Linked DNA regions of Sus scrofa: region 1 is linked to region 2. The links are chromatin contacts, called in public promoter capture Hi-C maps. All regions are on one chromosome and are shown on one strand. The core of a region is the stretch at or near the end of the contact, and the rest is flanking DNA. Distances in the headings are between cores, read along the strand shown. Region 1 holds the start of LOC102165008 (a long non-coding RNA gene). Region 2 has its middle 15 kb from the start of PAWR.

Region 1 (7,063 bases), core at 624-3,123, 140 kb before region 2:
CCTCGCTGGAAGCAGACCAGCCAGAGGGGTCACTGCCAGCTTCAGCTCCTACATCAGAGGGCACCACAGCCAAGGGCGCGGGGGTGGGAGGGGCCTGGCTTCCTGAGGGGTGGGCACGAGCAGGAGGCGGCCTCTGAACAGAAAATGATTTTGAAACTACAACGAACACTCCCGAGTCTTGAGATTTCAGCGACACTTTGAAGAAAGTGGGAGAATCAGGCTGAGACGCCGTCAAGCGCGTCCAAGCCCGCAGGCGGAGAGTTTGGGGAGGACGCAGCAGCGATTACGGGGAAAAGGAAATCCTTGCACGTCTACACCCCGACACAAGGACAGGCTCACAGAACCGGCCACACAGGCTAGTCTGTGCACCCCTTGAGTGTGAGGGACGTGTTGCCCGTCCCAAGGGGCACGGTCATGTGTCCCGGGAGACGTTGATGGAGACGGAAGCGACCCAGGGTGATGCCGCCACGTGGCTGCAGTGTTTGCGGGGAGCAGTAAGTTTTCCTCAAGAGCCAGATACGCCTCAGGATCATGGGTAAATCCTGATTCCAAACCGGAGCCTCCTGTGACACCGTCAACCACATCATGGGATCCGCGTGAGACTCCGAGAGTCACGAAAGCGGGTGGGGGCGGGGGCTGACCGGTGCCCTCGTAAGGAGGAGCGTTCCATGCAAACGCTCATGACCAAGTGAAAAGGGAGTGTGACGAGAGAGCCAGCCGGGGACGCGGTGACGGGTCTGAGTCAAACGCCCAGCATGGTCCGCTTCCTTTCCTGGGATGAAGTAAGACGCCGGGAAGGTCCAGGGTGAAGCAAACCCAGGGCCAGGGCCCTGCACCCCAGCCCTGAAAACACGGATGGCAGCACACTTGCCTCCCCGTGTTTACCGACTCTGCTGAATCCGACTAAACCAACACAGCAACCCACCTCCAAGACGAAGAGCCACGGTAACTCTGAGTATCTACAGCCGGCCACACGATCCCTTGGCCCCAGGCCTCTCTGTTCCCGGGTCAGCGGGCAGGCAAGGACTCGAAGAGCAGACCGGCTTCAGAACCCGATCCTCGGCCCGAGGGCCTTGTGATCCGAGGTGTTTGTGAAGCCCCCCCCACCCCCCGGCCCACACTTCCCTTCCGTGGGCCCAAAAAGCAGCGCCTGAGATGCTCCGCATGCCTGTCCTGCCCTAAGGGCTGCAACAGCCCTACACATTCCTCCCACAGGCAGCCGGGGAGCTCGCAGGGCCAGCGCCCTTCCGTGTGCCCTGCACAGCCCCAGTGTTTGAAAGGATGACAGGCCCAAAAAAAGAACCCAGGAGAAGAGCGGAGGGTGCCAGAGAGGCCGCTTGGTCTCAGGAGCCTTTGCAGGGGCTGGGGGCCACCCCCACCCTCAGCCCCCCAGCATAGAGAAGGACTTACCTCGAAAGGGAATGCAGGCCAGAAGCAGCAGGGGCAAAGCTTCGGCGGCTAGAAAGGAACCCGGGGCCCTGGTCCAAATACGCAGTCAAGATTTGTCACTAGCATCCCTTGCTGGAAAGCTGGGGCAAGGGGTTTGCCCCGAGGCCCAAACTGGACCTCAGTCGGCCGGTCCGTCGCTAGGGCCCCAGAGGTGAAAGCCGTGGGCAGGAATCCTCTCCCTTCCCGTCTCTCCCCCTCCCTCCCTCGCCGCCTCCTCCCTCTCAACAACACACCGCTGGGGAGCTGATTGGGGTCAATTTGCCGCAGACCTTGGGTCCACCTGCAGCTCGTTCGTTTATTTCTCGGGAAAACCACCAGAGGGCGGTGTGGTCACCGATCCCGCACCCGCTCCCGGTTTCCTCCGCCGCCTGTTCAGGCAGGCGCGTCAGTACATCCTGTGACAGGATGTTTCAAAACTCTTCCTTCAATTCTCATTGTAAATACACTACCTCGGGGCGGATCCATCCAGATGCACCTCCCAGCGCAGCCTGAACTGCCCGGGTCAAAGGTTCTGTTCTATCTGTAATGATCTTGCTCAAGTGTGCAGCCCAGAAGCTGGAGCTTAAACTTGCATTTCTGTCCTGCATTTCTGCTGAAGTTTGGAAGTTCTCTCCTAGGCTGCCGTCGGGAGCAAAAGGAGTTAAAAATCTGCACAGCCTTCTTTGTACAAAACTGTGCTGTGTTTCCACGTTCAGGTTACAAGTGTTTGGCTTGCTCAAAAGCAGGGCTGCCCGACCGGTCAGAAGCTATTAGTAGACTCGTCATATGTGCAAACATGAGGGAGCAAGAGCCACGTTTCTCTCTGCTGGAGGCACTGGGAGTGTGAACTGGAGGCCAGGAGATTTGGGCCTAGTTAGTGTGCCAGAAAAAACAAAGTCGCTAGCAGCTTTGGGCTTTGGGGGGGGGGGGCAGAATTCCCCTTCCCGTGACTCAACAGCACCCCGAGGCACAGGGGACGGGCCGTCTCTGGCTCCTCTGGGATCCGCATTGGAAGAAGCCATGCAAACGAAGCCACTGAGGGCAGGTCCGGGTGAAATGATAAGTCAGGGTGTATCCGAGGCGTCGGGCAAAGGCTAGGGCGCGGGCAGAGAGGCGCCCCAACACCAGTGCTGCACTTCTTCAGACAACCAGCACCTCCCGATACCAAGCTCGTCTTCCGTTTATCAGCAGAGGCAGATAAGGTGAAACATCTGCAGCCAGAGGGACATCTGGAATTTTCCTGCCAGGCCGAGATACCATCCAGCGTTCAAGTGGGCCATATTTGGACAGGGCTGCTGTGTCCTTCCTCTTATCTTTTGTATTTCCACGGCCGTTTAGCGACATGAGCGCCCTTTACACAAGGTCAGCACTGTTTACTCAGACTTGCCCAAAGGCCTCGCTCCTGCTTCCTATTCTCTTCCCTCAAAGGATCAGGAGTTCCTACCACGTCTTGAGGGGAAAACGCCCAGAGGAGACGTTTATTGGAGTGAGTTGGGCGGGGATTCCAACTCAACAAAAAAAGGAGGATGGAGCTGAAAAGCAGCCCCACACTTGAAAGACGATTATTTCACCAGGAAGCTCCCAGGGCTGGGCCCCCCCGTGGGCTTCACAGCGGCAAACGGAGAACAAAGTGGAGAAAGACAAACCAAGTTGGGAGAACAGGCTGTGACTCCTGACAGCAAAACCTGACCAGGCGGAATGTTGGCAGAGGGTGGAGAGGGATTCGAGCGTCTTGCAGACACACCCGTGGCCCTCAACCCCCCTCACACCCCAGGAGCGTTACCGAGAAGGCTTCACGGCCGTTTCTTCTGGGCACCGTCTTTATGGGCCGCCACCCCAGGGAATCAGGGAACAGACCCCTCTTGGCTTCCGGCTCACCTTTCCACACCCAAGATTTGGGAACAAAAACAGCCAGCCAGGAAAAGATAAGCAGTCCACAAGAGCCCACCTGTAATTTGGCTAAATGGAGTTGTTTCAGGACATGACAGCTGGGCTTCAGGCTTGATTATTACGAATGTATAATCAGTGTGGCCTGTTTCCAGGAAAGGAACTTTTTTTTTTTTTTTTTTGTCTTGTTGTTGTTGTTGTTGTTGCTATTTCTTGGGCCGCTCCCGTGGCATATGGAGGTTCCCAGGCTAGGGGTTGAATCGGAGCTGTAGCCACCGGCCTACGCCAGAGCCACAGCAACGCGGGATCCGAGCCGCGTCTGCGACCTACACTACAGCTCACGGCAATGCCGGATCCTTAACCCACTGAGCAAGTCCAGGGATGAAACCTGCAACCCCATGATTCCTAGTCGGATTCGCTAACCACTGAGCCACGATGGGAACTCCAGGAAAGGAACTTTTGTTTCGCTTTTTTTTCTTCTCCTCCTCCACTCAGAATGAATGGCTTTCTCATTAGGCAGGGTTCCCGTGTCCTCCGAAAATGCATCTGGGATAGAAAGACTCCCCAGAGTCACAGACAGAAATGCCAGCAGACGTGAGTACCTTCCTCCCCATCCCGAGCTGGAGAAATGAACCCTCAGGCCACCCTCCGGGTCGGGAGCCTCTCGGTGAGACCATTAAAGCCACGGAGCCAGCCACCTAGTGCAGCTATTGCAGTCCTGCCTGTTGTCCCCGTCCAACCCCTAGATTCACGGAAGCAAGCACATCGGGAGGATTCAGGTCTTCTCACCCATTTTACAGACAGTGATCCAGCACCCCCTCCATGTGTCAGGCCCTGGAGGACCATAACGAACAAGATCTAGGCTAGTCTCGGCCTCTGCGGAGTTTGTTCATGCGGGAAACAAGCCAATGAAAAGTTAATTGTAACTTCACATGCACAAGGGTGGCAAGCACCACCCAAAAACAGAACAAAACAAAAAGCCAGAAAATGACAAGTATTGGACTTCCCGTTGTGGCTCAGCGGTTAACGAATCCGACTAGGAACCATGAGGTTGCGGGTTCGATCCCTGGCCTTGCCCAGTGGGTTAAGGACCTGGCGTTGGTGTGAGCTGTGGTGTAGGTGGCAGATGTGGCTCGGATCCCCTGTTGCTGTGGCTCTGGTCTAGGCTGGTGGCTACAGCTCCGATTTGACCCCTAGCCAGGGAACCTCCAAATGCCGCAGGAGCGGCTCTAGAAAAGGAAAAAAAAAAAAAAGGGAAAAATAAAAACAAAACAAAACAGAAAACCAAATGACCTTTGGGGGCTAGCAGCTCGGCCAAAGAATTCAGGCTTCATCTGAATTATAACAGGAAGCCTTTGGAAGAGTGAAAGCTCAGAAGCACCGCGATATGGTTGGGTCTTTGGAAAGCTTATTCCAAAGAGCAGCCTGGAGGTCGAGCGAGGGGAGAGGCCGGGAGAGGAGGTAGGAGGTTTCTGCACTGAAACGAGCCAGAGCTGACCAAGTAGGGAAGACTGGAAGGTACCGGGGAGGTGCTTCCAAGCTCCCGGTGGTGCTCTGCCAACCCTGAGGCCCTGGGCTCGGCCGGGAAGCAGGATGCGGTTTTGTGGGGAGGTGCTGCGGCGGCTGCCAGCACACCTTCCAGGAGGCCCTTCTCCAGCTTCGGGTCCAGACTCGCCTTCCCTGGCCAGACCGCCGAGAGCATCATGAGCCTCACCGTTTGCACTGGAACGATGGGCTGCTGGCTAAGGAGCGTGGAATTGAGAGCAGAGAGAGACACGGGCGTGCGGAGTTCGGCTCTGCCACGTCCACGCGACCGGACCTTGGCTGAGCCAGTTCATCTCCCAGCTCCAGTGTGAAGTGAGGACGATGATGTGTATCTCATAATTTTTCTTCGTTACAGATGACTATGCATGTTGGAAAAAAACAAAAAAAACAAAACAAAAAAAAAAAAACAGCCTTTACCACGCCTGCCCAGTAATGGGTGCTCAATGGACTTGCTTTCTCTACCTTCCAAGCCCAAGATTGTAACTCTGTGGCTTTCGTCACAGTCATAATTCCTCAGTGCACGCCTGAGTCCAAAGGGTAAAAACTGGCTGCCCCAGACCTGGCAGTGTCAATATTTGAGCAAAGCTAGGAAACTGTCCCGCTATTGTCCCAGGAACAGGCGTTTGCCCGGATGACAAACAGACGTCAGCGGCATCCCGGCTCTTTAAACACCGTTCCAAAATCAAATGCATTTCAATGACTGCCTCCAAAGAAAGCTCGGAGAGCTCCTCAGACAAGTCCCCCAACCGGGACTGCTGGGGCCCCGGCAGGAAGGCCAAAGGTCCAGGTGAGGCGCCCCTCCCGGGGCTCAGCATACCTCCGGGGCAGCAGAGCAGAGAAGCATCTGCGGCCTCAACAGGAGGAATGCTGTCTGGAATGAAAATGGGAAGAGAGAAGCTCAGCACCTAAGCACAGCAGGCCGGGGCTCTCACGGAAAGAAGCCCAGTCTCAAGCCACCTAGAGCTCTCTAGGCACAGGTGCAAGGTAAGCACTCAAAGAACAAGCAAAGTATCAAACCTGTTTTAACACCTTACCCAAGGAGCTTACTGTCATCAGTTCCAAAACCAGTCTCTTCTCTTTTGCTAGGGTGCAGGTCCCAGTCATAAAATGTAATTTTTATGCTGATGTGCTAGAGTAGACAATTCCTCAAATCTTTCAAAAGACTTCCCCCCCTCCCTGTCTCTCTATCTCAAACACACACAAAATGCATCTTCCAGGTATCTGAAATACGAGCCACTATGATAATTCATCATCTCCAAAGAAATAACCGCCTTCCGAAGTATTTTGCTTCCTTCGAGCACTGCAATGGGTTGCAGAAAGCACAAGGTGGCAGGAGCACACTAGAAATGCAACGAGAATCCGTTCCTGGGCCTCGTGATGGAAACTGCAGCAACAATCCATTTATTTTTATAAAAACAAAAGAGACTTTTCCACTATGAAAACAAACATGCTCAATAAAGTTTGGAAAATACGGCAATGAGAGGAGGCAAGTGAATTCTGCCATCCAGAGATACGGGACACGTGTTTCATTCTTCCTGCCATGATGAGGAGTTGTGATTGTATTAGATATGCAACTCAGATTCTCCCTTTTAAACTTCAATAAAGTGAGCATTTCAAGTCTAATTTATTCACATACCTGACTGTTTCAGAAAAGATTTAAGGCATCTGCATATGTGCATCCATAATTTTATAAACCCTTTAAAAAGATCATTTATTAGAATGGGGCTTATTTAATCTAACCATTTTCTCACTAAAAATGGAATGGGGCTTATTTAATCTAACCATTTTCTCACTAAAAATAATTCCTTTAAGGAAAACATTATCAACAGTGCCTGAGCCAGTCAGTTTACATTTCTCAGATGCAATTTCCAAAAGCAAAACCAAATCAAAACAAAACAAAAGGTAGTGACTGGGGAGAATGAGGAGAATCCGAAGCGAACATATGAAATAGCAACCATCTCTTTCTTCCTAAAACAAAAAAAGTGAAATCATGGTATCCTTCTGTTTGAACAGTATTCACTCAAGACCTTGCAACATCAGTAAAAAAAAAAAAAAAAAGTACAGAATATGTCTTTTATATGTGTGTGTATAATTGTACATATATGTATAATTTTACATATAGGAAATACTATAAACAAAATAATTTTTAAAGTACGTAAGTCTTGCTGAAGCAGCCAACAGTCCTTCTGCCTTTGGAAGACTG
Region 2 (7,024 bases), core at 2,471-4,970:
TTGACAGATACGTATTTTTGTAATATAAATGCAAACATGCCAAATTCAGCTTATTAGTTATTCTTGAAGATATATGCAGGGAAAAGATATAGGAGCTGTAATGTTGTTGTTATTTATGTTTTATTTCTTCAAAAAGAAAAGAGATGGAAGATAAATGTCACAAGACATTAGCATTTGTTAAACTGCAGCGTAGGGGTGCCTAGATTATGTGTCATATGATTTTCTGTACTGTCGTATATTAGAATTTACTAGAAATATGCTAGAGTTTAAAGTAATTTTATTTATTTATTTATTTATTTTTGTCTTTTTTTTTTGCTATTTCTTGGGCCGCTCCCACGGCATATGGAGGTTCCCAGGCTAGGGGTCGAATCAAAGCTGTAGCCACCGGTCTACACCAGAGCCACAGCCACGCGGGATCCAAGCCACATCTGCAACCTACACCACAGCTCACGGCAACACCGGATCCTTAACCCACTGAGCAGGGGCAGGGACCGAACCCGCAACCTCATGGTTCCTAGTCAGATTCGTTAACCACTGCGCCACGATGGGAACTCTTTTTTTTTTTTTGGTCTTTTTTTTGCTTGTTTAAAGTAATTTTTAAAGGAAAGGTGCTTGGACCTGTATAAATAGTTTTATAAGAACAGGTTTGATTTTAAAAGTCTGAAACATTAACAGAATGGACTTGCTCAGCATGTCTTGGGGTAACCTTAAAATGCCCCCATTCTTCTGCCAAGCGAAAAAAGATACACACTTGTAAACAAGTTAGGAAGCTGTGTACCCTGGAAGTATTTGAAATGGTGTATGGCTTGGAGCAAAAGGAGAAAACTGAAGCCAGGCCAATTTCAAAAGGCATATGATTCCCTTGAGAATCACTGATCTTTCTTCTAATATCTGGAAACAGATCCTTAAACTGGCTCCTGACTCACTTTCCTTCAACAGGCAAACAACTGGATGAAACTGCCGATGCCACTTATTTTAACCAACTCTTTTTCTGCACACTGGTGAAACTATAGAAGTATTCCAAGGTCTCTGACCCCTTCTGGAAACTTGACAAGCTTTGTCATTTTCCAAACGGCGAAAAAAATGTCTTTCTCCGAGAAACTTTGTGTGGCTGGAATGCTTTGGTTCTCTGGGTGCAGATGGAGCACCTGAGCTCAGTGACACGCCTGGTGGGGCTGCTTTGCTGAAGACGCTGCACTCATTGCTCTCAGCATCGACAGAGGCTGTGCCTCAGTTCTGAAAAGAGTCTTGTCTAATGTTGTGAGGCTTGGTGCCTTTCTCAGAGCGTGGTTCTATTCTCAGCCTTTTCAAGACATTTCGACGAGAAAAGAGATCAGACTGGGAAGCTCTTTATTACACTAAGTCCACTGACTTTCCAAAGAGCAGATCTTAAAATATATAATGCCTAAGTTCTGTGTTTGCGCAATAGAGAGAGAGACAGAGAGGGACAGAGAGCCAGAGACACAGAGAGAGAGTTGAAAGCCTTCTTGACAATTTACCCGGAAGGTCTTCATTCCTGGTTTTGTTATGTCAAAGGTGTTTTTGACCATGAGACTAAGATAAACCTTTTGATCCAAGGTTCTGCAGACAGCATTGTAGATGCTGCTGAAAGAAACCCCACCAGCTCTTGTAGCCCAGCGGCCACGTCAGGTAATGAAGACAGAATGAAAACAACCATGTCACCTTCCCAACGAGAGGGAACAACTTGCTGAGGTCTGAAGCTCATTGAGAGAGTCTTGTTAGTTTCTCTTCAAGTAAAAATCTTCAATACCCCAAACACCGTAAAATTTGTTCAAATATTACTTCTGTTTAAATGACTTTAAAATTAAAAATTGGAGTTCCCGTCGTGGCGCAGCGGAAATGAATCCGACTAGGAACCATGAGGTTGCGGGTTCGATCCCTGGCCTCGCTCAGCGGGTTAAGGATCCGGTGTTGCTGAGAGCTGTGGTGTGGGTCACAGACACGGATCGGATCTGGTGTTGCTGTGGCTGGGGTGTGGGCCGGCGGCTATAGTTCCAATTAGACCCCTAGCCTGGGAACCTCCACAGACCGTGGGTGCAGCCCTCAAAAGACAGAAAAAAATAAATTAACGAATTAATTAAAACACGAATTCACCATCCTTTTCAGCCCGCAGAAAGCTTCGGTGATACGTATCTCACACAAGATGTTTCCACTGATTTACAGCGGTGATAATGAGGAATGCATTCAACTCAGTCTTAGAGTATGTGCTTTGATCTATATTAAGCCACTATTTTAAGAGGTTTCTTTACCATTAAAACGAGCACCAGAAATTAAATGAATGACATGGATGCCATAACCCAACTTCTTTCTTTCGTTCTTTCTTTCTTCCCTTCTTTCTTTCTTTCTTTCTTTCTTTCTTTCTTTCTTTCTTTCTTTCTTTCTTTCCTTCTTTTTTTAGTGGCCACACCCTTGGCACATGGAAGTTCCTGGGCCAGGGATGGAATCCAAGCCACAGCTGTGACCTACACCACAGTTACAGCAATTCCATATCCTTTCCTTTAACCCACTGGGCCAGGCCTGGGAGTGAAACCACACCTCCACAGTGACCCAAGCCACTGCAGTCAGCTCCTTAACCCTCTGTGCCACAGTGGGAACTCCGAAGCCCCTTTATTCAAATCAAAAGCAGCCTGTCCCTGGAATTCGCTATTGAGTAAAGTTAAGATTACGTTTTATTTTGTAGACACTTGGATTTAATTAAATGAAGATAACATCTTGCTTAATAACCTTACAGCAGTTATTTATGGCTTACTGCATGCCGCGTATCATGGCATTCCTTCACATGCGATGTCTAGCAATCCTTTAATTAGTTCTGTGAGTGGAACATCAATATGATATCTTTTTCACGAATCGGAGAATGGAGACGTAGAGATTAACTTGTCCAGTGTCACACAGCTAGTACATGATAAAGCCAGCTATTTCAACACATATCTAATTCCAGAGCTTATTGTCAAAGGCATTCATTTTCAACGTGATAATCTAAAATTCAAACAGCTCAGTTTCTGCGCATTTTTCTGTGAAAGATTGCTTTTAATTTTATCAAAACGTTAGGGCTTCCTAATCAGGGATTCTTCAGGCTAAGGACAACTGGACCAGACAAAGCGCGTCCCATGGGCTCTCCGAGGAGCTCCTCCCCTCTGTCTTTGTAGCCTTGGGTCTGGCACAGAGCAGATGCTCTGCGTACAAATATTTGTCAAATGGCACACAGTCAGGATGGCTGTCCCAAGGTTGCCCTGGAAGTAAGCCGTCTCCCCGGGGCTTTACAGGGAGGCGGGGAGGGCCTGGGCTGGGCAAGGGTGCGCTGGTCCTTGTACCACAGCCAGGCTTCCATCCTCAGCTTTGCAGATTCACAGCTCCTGACTTTGTCAGCATTTAGAGAGCGTATGCATGTCTCAAGGACACCGTCACAGGAGTGTAACCCACTTGCCTGGGCTCTATTTGTCTAAGAGCTAAATAACTCGATTTATAATGAAAAAATAAAGGTCAGAAACACAGGAATGATAAGGTCATCGTGAACAGTGTGTATTCGCCAAGAAGGCAGACCTACATGGGCGTGAAAAGCAAAACGGGAAGCTTCCTTGGTCAATATGGAAAAGGAACAGGAGGGGTTAATGAGAGGAATCCAGTGTTTACCGGCCTCTGCTAAGAGCGCCTGAGACATTTATCTCCGCAAATAAGCAGAGTCCTGCCAAACTGCACAGAACAGAATGGCTCTCCCCAGGGCCTTTGCGACCGGCCCTTGTTTGCTAAGGGGGCGGCTGACTCTGCTACCGACGGACACATTCTTCCTTTGCATATGCTAATGTTTCTAATCTGGTGACCGTCCTTTTTTATGGGTCAGACCTCTTTCAGGTGAATTTGCATATCACTGCAAAAACCATTTATTGAATTTTTTACAAGTTTTTACAAGTTTAATTCACCCAAGGCAATGTTATGGGTGGGCCTTCTACGAGAACCTCCGTGTACGGAGGACTAGCATTTTCCAAGGCCGCTTAATACAGGTGCAATCCCTTGATCTCCCACTAGACCTCGAGTCTTCTTTTTTTTTTTTTTTTTTTTTTTTTGTCTTTTTGCTGTATCTTGGGCCGCTCCCACGGCATATGGAGGTTCCCAGGCTAGGGGTCCAATTGGAGCTGTAGCCACCGGCCTACGCCAGAGCCACAGCAACGCGGGATCCGAGCCACGTCTGCAACCTACACCACAGCTCACGGCAACGCTGGATCGTTAACCCACTGAGCAAGGGCAGGGATCGAACCCGCAACCTCATGGTTCCTAGTCGGATTCGTTAACCACTGCGCCACCACGGGAACTCCTCGTCTTCTAATTTTAACGTCAGCATATAAGCTACAGAAGGAAATGGATCACAGTCCTCTCTCTTCAGTGAACATTTTAGGGCTACACCTACCGTGCGTCAGGCTTGTCGCCTGCAGGTTACTGTGTAAGCGACAGAGTGCAAGGCAAACAACACCTCCTGCCTTCGAAGAGCCTGCAGGTGTATAAACACATAAGTACACACAACAGAGAGCATACAAGTCTATCTGCATAAAAAGACCTGTCAACAAAAGAATGGTGTTTAGTTCTAGATAGAAGTGACAAGCAGTTGTGCAAGCACAAACGGGGGAGAGACGGCTTCACCAAGACTGAACAGGAGACTTTTAAAAGTAGACCAGAGAGGAAAGGGCATTCCAGCAGATGGAACCACTTAGGCAAAGTGCCTCAAAGGAAGGGGGAAGAGGGTGCCCCTGAAAGGCTAGCACGGGAGACAAAGGTGGGCTGGAAGGGACACAGACACCCGGAAGAGGCTCCTTGCGTCCTCAGGACCCAAGGCGCCAACAACCTCTCCCACTGCCCTCTTCCCCTGGGCACTCACCTCTCTGTGTTTGCCTCTTGTGCCTCTGGCTATTAATTCTCTGCCCCTTTCAGAAGCTTCTGCTTTCCTTCAGGCAATTCTTTAAAATCAGAGATTTTTCAACATTAGGTTTTTTTTTTTTTTAATTATAGAATACCTGTACGGGGTACAATATTCAAAAGCTATAAGGCCAAAGCGTGAAAAATCAGGTTTCCCTTGGACTTACGATGGCCAGCCACACAGGTCTGCTGTTCTGCTCCCAGGGACACCTCTGGGACCAGCTCCCTGCAGCTTCTTCCAGAACATCTCTGCACGGACACACAAATGCATGTCTACATGTGATGTTCTACACAGAGTAGACTACTGCCGCATCTTGCTTTCTCTGCTTTCAAATAGATTCCAGAGAGCTTTTCTTTTTATCTATTCTTTTATTCATTCATGTATTTATGGACTGCATACATACGCCAGGCATACTTAGACGGTGAGGATATAGCAGTGGATGAAATAGGTAAAGTCTCTGTCTTCACAGGACTTACAGTCCAGGAGAAGGGGTATAGGAAATGCACAAAAACCAAATAAGCAATGACACATACACAGTGGGCCAGATGGTGAGAAGCAGTATGGCGAAAACCAACGCAGAGTCCTAAGAGGGTGGTTGGAAAGTGGCTGCAGGGCTGCAGGAGAGACAGAGACTTTGTTCCCGGCTGACCCAGCGGCTCCCCGTCAGATGAGTATGGCATTTGGTGAGTCAATCCCCTGATAGCCCGGCAGGCACTTGCATTGCTCCTGATATTTTGCTGTTACAGTGATTCAGTTCTTAAACTTAGGGTATTTGACGCATCAGAGAGTACACTGGTCGCTTAAATCCTAGATGCGGCGTTGCCATTTCCAAGGACTGTGCAGTTTTAATTTTAAGAGATGCTGCCAAATTACTCTCTGGAAAGTACCAATTCACGGCCCCTTCAGCAGTGAATGAGCGGACCGCAGCGTGGTGTCAAGATGTGTGATGTTTTGCCTTTTCTGATGAGGAAACCATGGAACTGTCTAAGTCTACTTTGCATTCATTTTCTTATTGAAGGTGCACACATTCTGATGTATTTAAAGGCCATTTATATATCTTGTAGACTATCTCTTCATTTGCCAAAATTTCTACTATGCATATATGGAGAGTGGGGTGGGGTCGGTTGTTTTGTTTCCTTTCTGACTTGTAGAAACTCTTTTCAGTAGCGAATTTACTTTGGGGGGCTGTGAGTAGCAAATCCTCTGCCAGTTTGTTCTCTTTTTACTGTGTTTATACTACATGGCTTTAGTGATACAGAACATTTTTATCATTATGTAGTATATTAAACCACCTTTTTAACGGCCTCAGAAATTATTCTTCTGTTTAACTTCCTGTGTTTTCTTCTAATACTTTTACATTTTCAACGTTTACATATTTGGACTTCATCTGTATAAAGTGTGAGGCATGGATCCAATTTTTTTTTTCTGATTGATTACCAATTGTCCCAACACTGTTTATAAAATAATTCCTCTTTTCTCCATGATTTTAAAAAATCTCACTTTTTTACATCCCAAATTCCAATAACCATTTGGGTCCAATTTGGATTTTTGTCACCTCCATAAATTTATCTGCTCATTTAGTCAACAAATGTATATTATATGAAACAGGCACTATTGTATACATGCATCAGTACCATATTTTAAGTGTTTTACCTTATAAAACATGTCCTACCATCTGATGGAAAAATGCGTCTCATTTTTCTATTTTTTTAGAATTTTCCTGTCTCTTTATTTGCTTATTTTTCATCTGAACTTTAGAATTGGTTTTCCAGTTCCAAAATAAATCAGCTTAGTGTTTTTATTGGAATTACCCAAATTTTTATAGGTTAATTTAGGGAAAACGGACATCTTTGTCATGCTGGACTTTCCAGACAAGAGCAGGGGTTGTCATTGGACATGTCTTTGTGTGTGTGTGTCCCTCACTAGTTTGCATTTTCTTCATATAAGTCTTTCACATGTTCTATACATTTTATCTTTTCATTCGTTTTTTGGCTTCGAACTGGTTATGTAAAAGTCTTTAGTTTCCTGTACTAATTTTGAATTTTCTCACTCTTCCCAATAGTGTTTCATTTGATTCCCTTGAGTTTTCTGGGTAAA

What was found. Promoter capture Hi-C pulls out the DNA fragments that hold promoters and counts their contacts.
Region 1: a contact with region 2 is called in a promoter capture Hi-C map of liver, with 7 times the contacts expected there. The contact joins two enhancer-like sites. A contact is called at or near these places in 1 of 5 promoter capture datasets (liver), 5 of 47 Hi-C or Micro-C datasets (embryonic fibroblasts, liver and omental adipose tissue) and 1 of 2 datasets of contacts at active chromatin or transcription factors (skeletal muscle).

The regions. Positions count from the first base shown.
Region 1 is chr5:101,814,986-101,822,048 of Sscrofa11.1, reverse strand. It overlaps LOC102165008 (a long non-coding RNA gene), which reads right to left and starts at 6,080. Exons shown (of 4, transcript XR_002344360.1): 1 at 1,411-6,080. Within about 2 kb of position 1,873, at least 29 of the 83 cell types and tissues checked have an H3K27ac peak or open chromatin away from gene starts, as enhancers often do. A contact at or near this core is called in liver and omental adipose tissue, where this site is marked.
Region 2 is chr5:101,674,462-101,681,485 of Sscrofa11.1, reverse strand. No RefSeq gene overlaps it. Among named protein-coding and RNA genes, the nearest start is that of PAWR, 15 kb to the left of the region's middle. Within about 2 kb of position 3,720, at least 22 of the 83 cell types and tissues checked have an H3K27ac peak or open chromatin away from gene starts, as enhancers often do. A contact at or near this core is called in liver and omental adipose tissue, where this site is marked.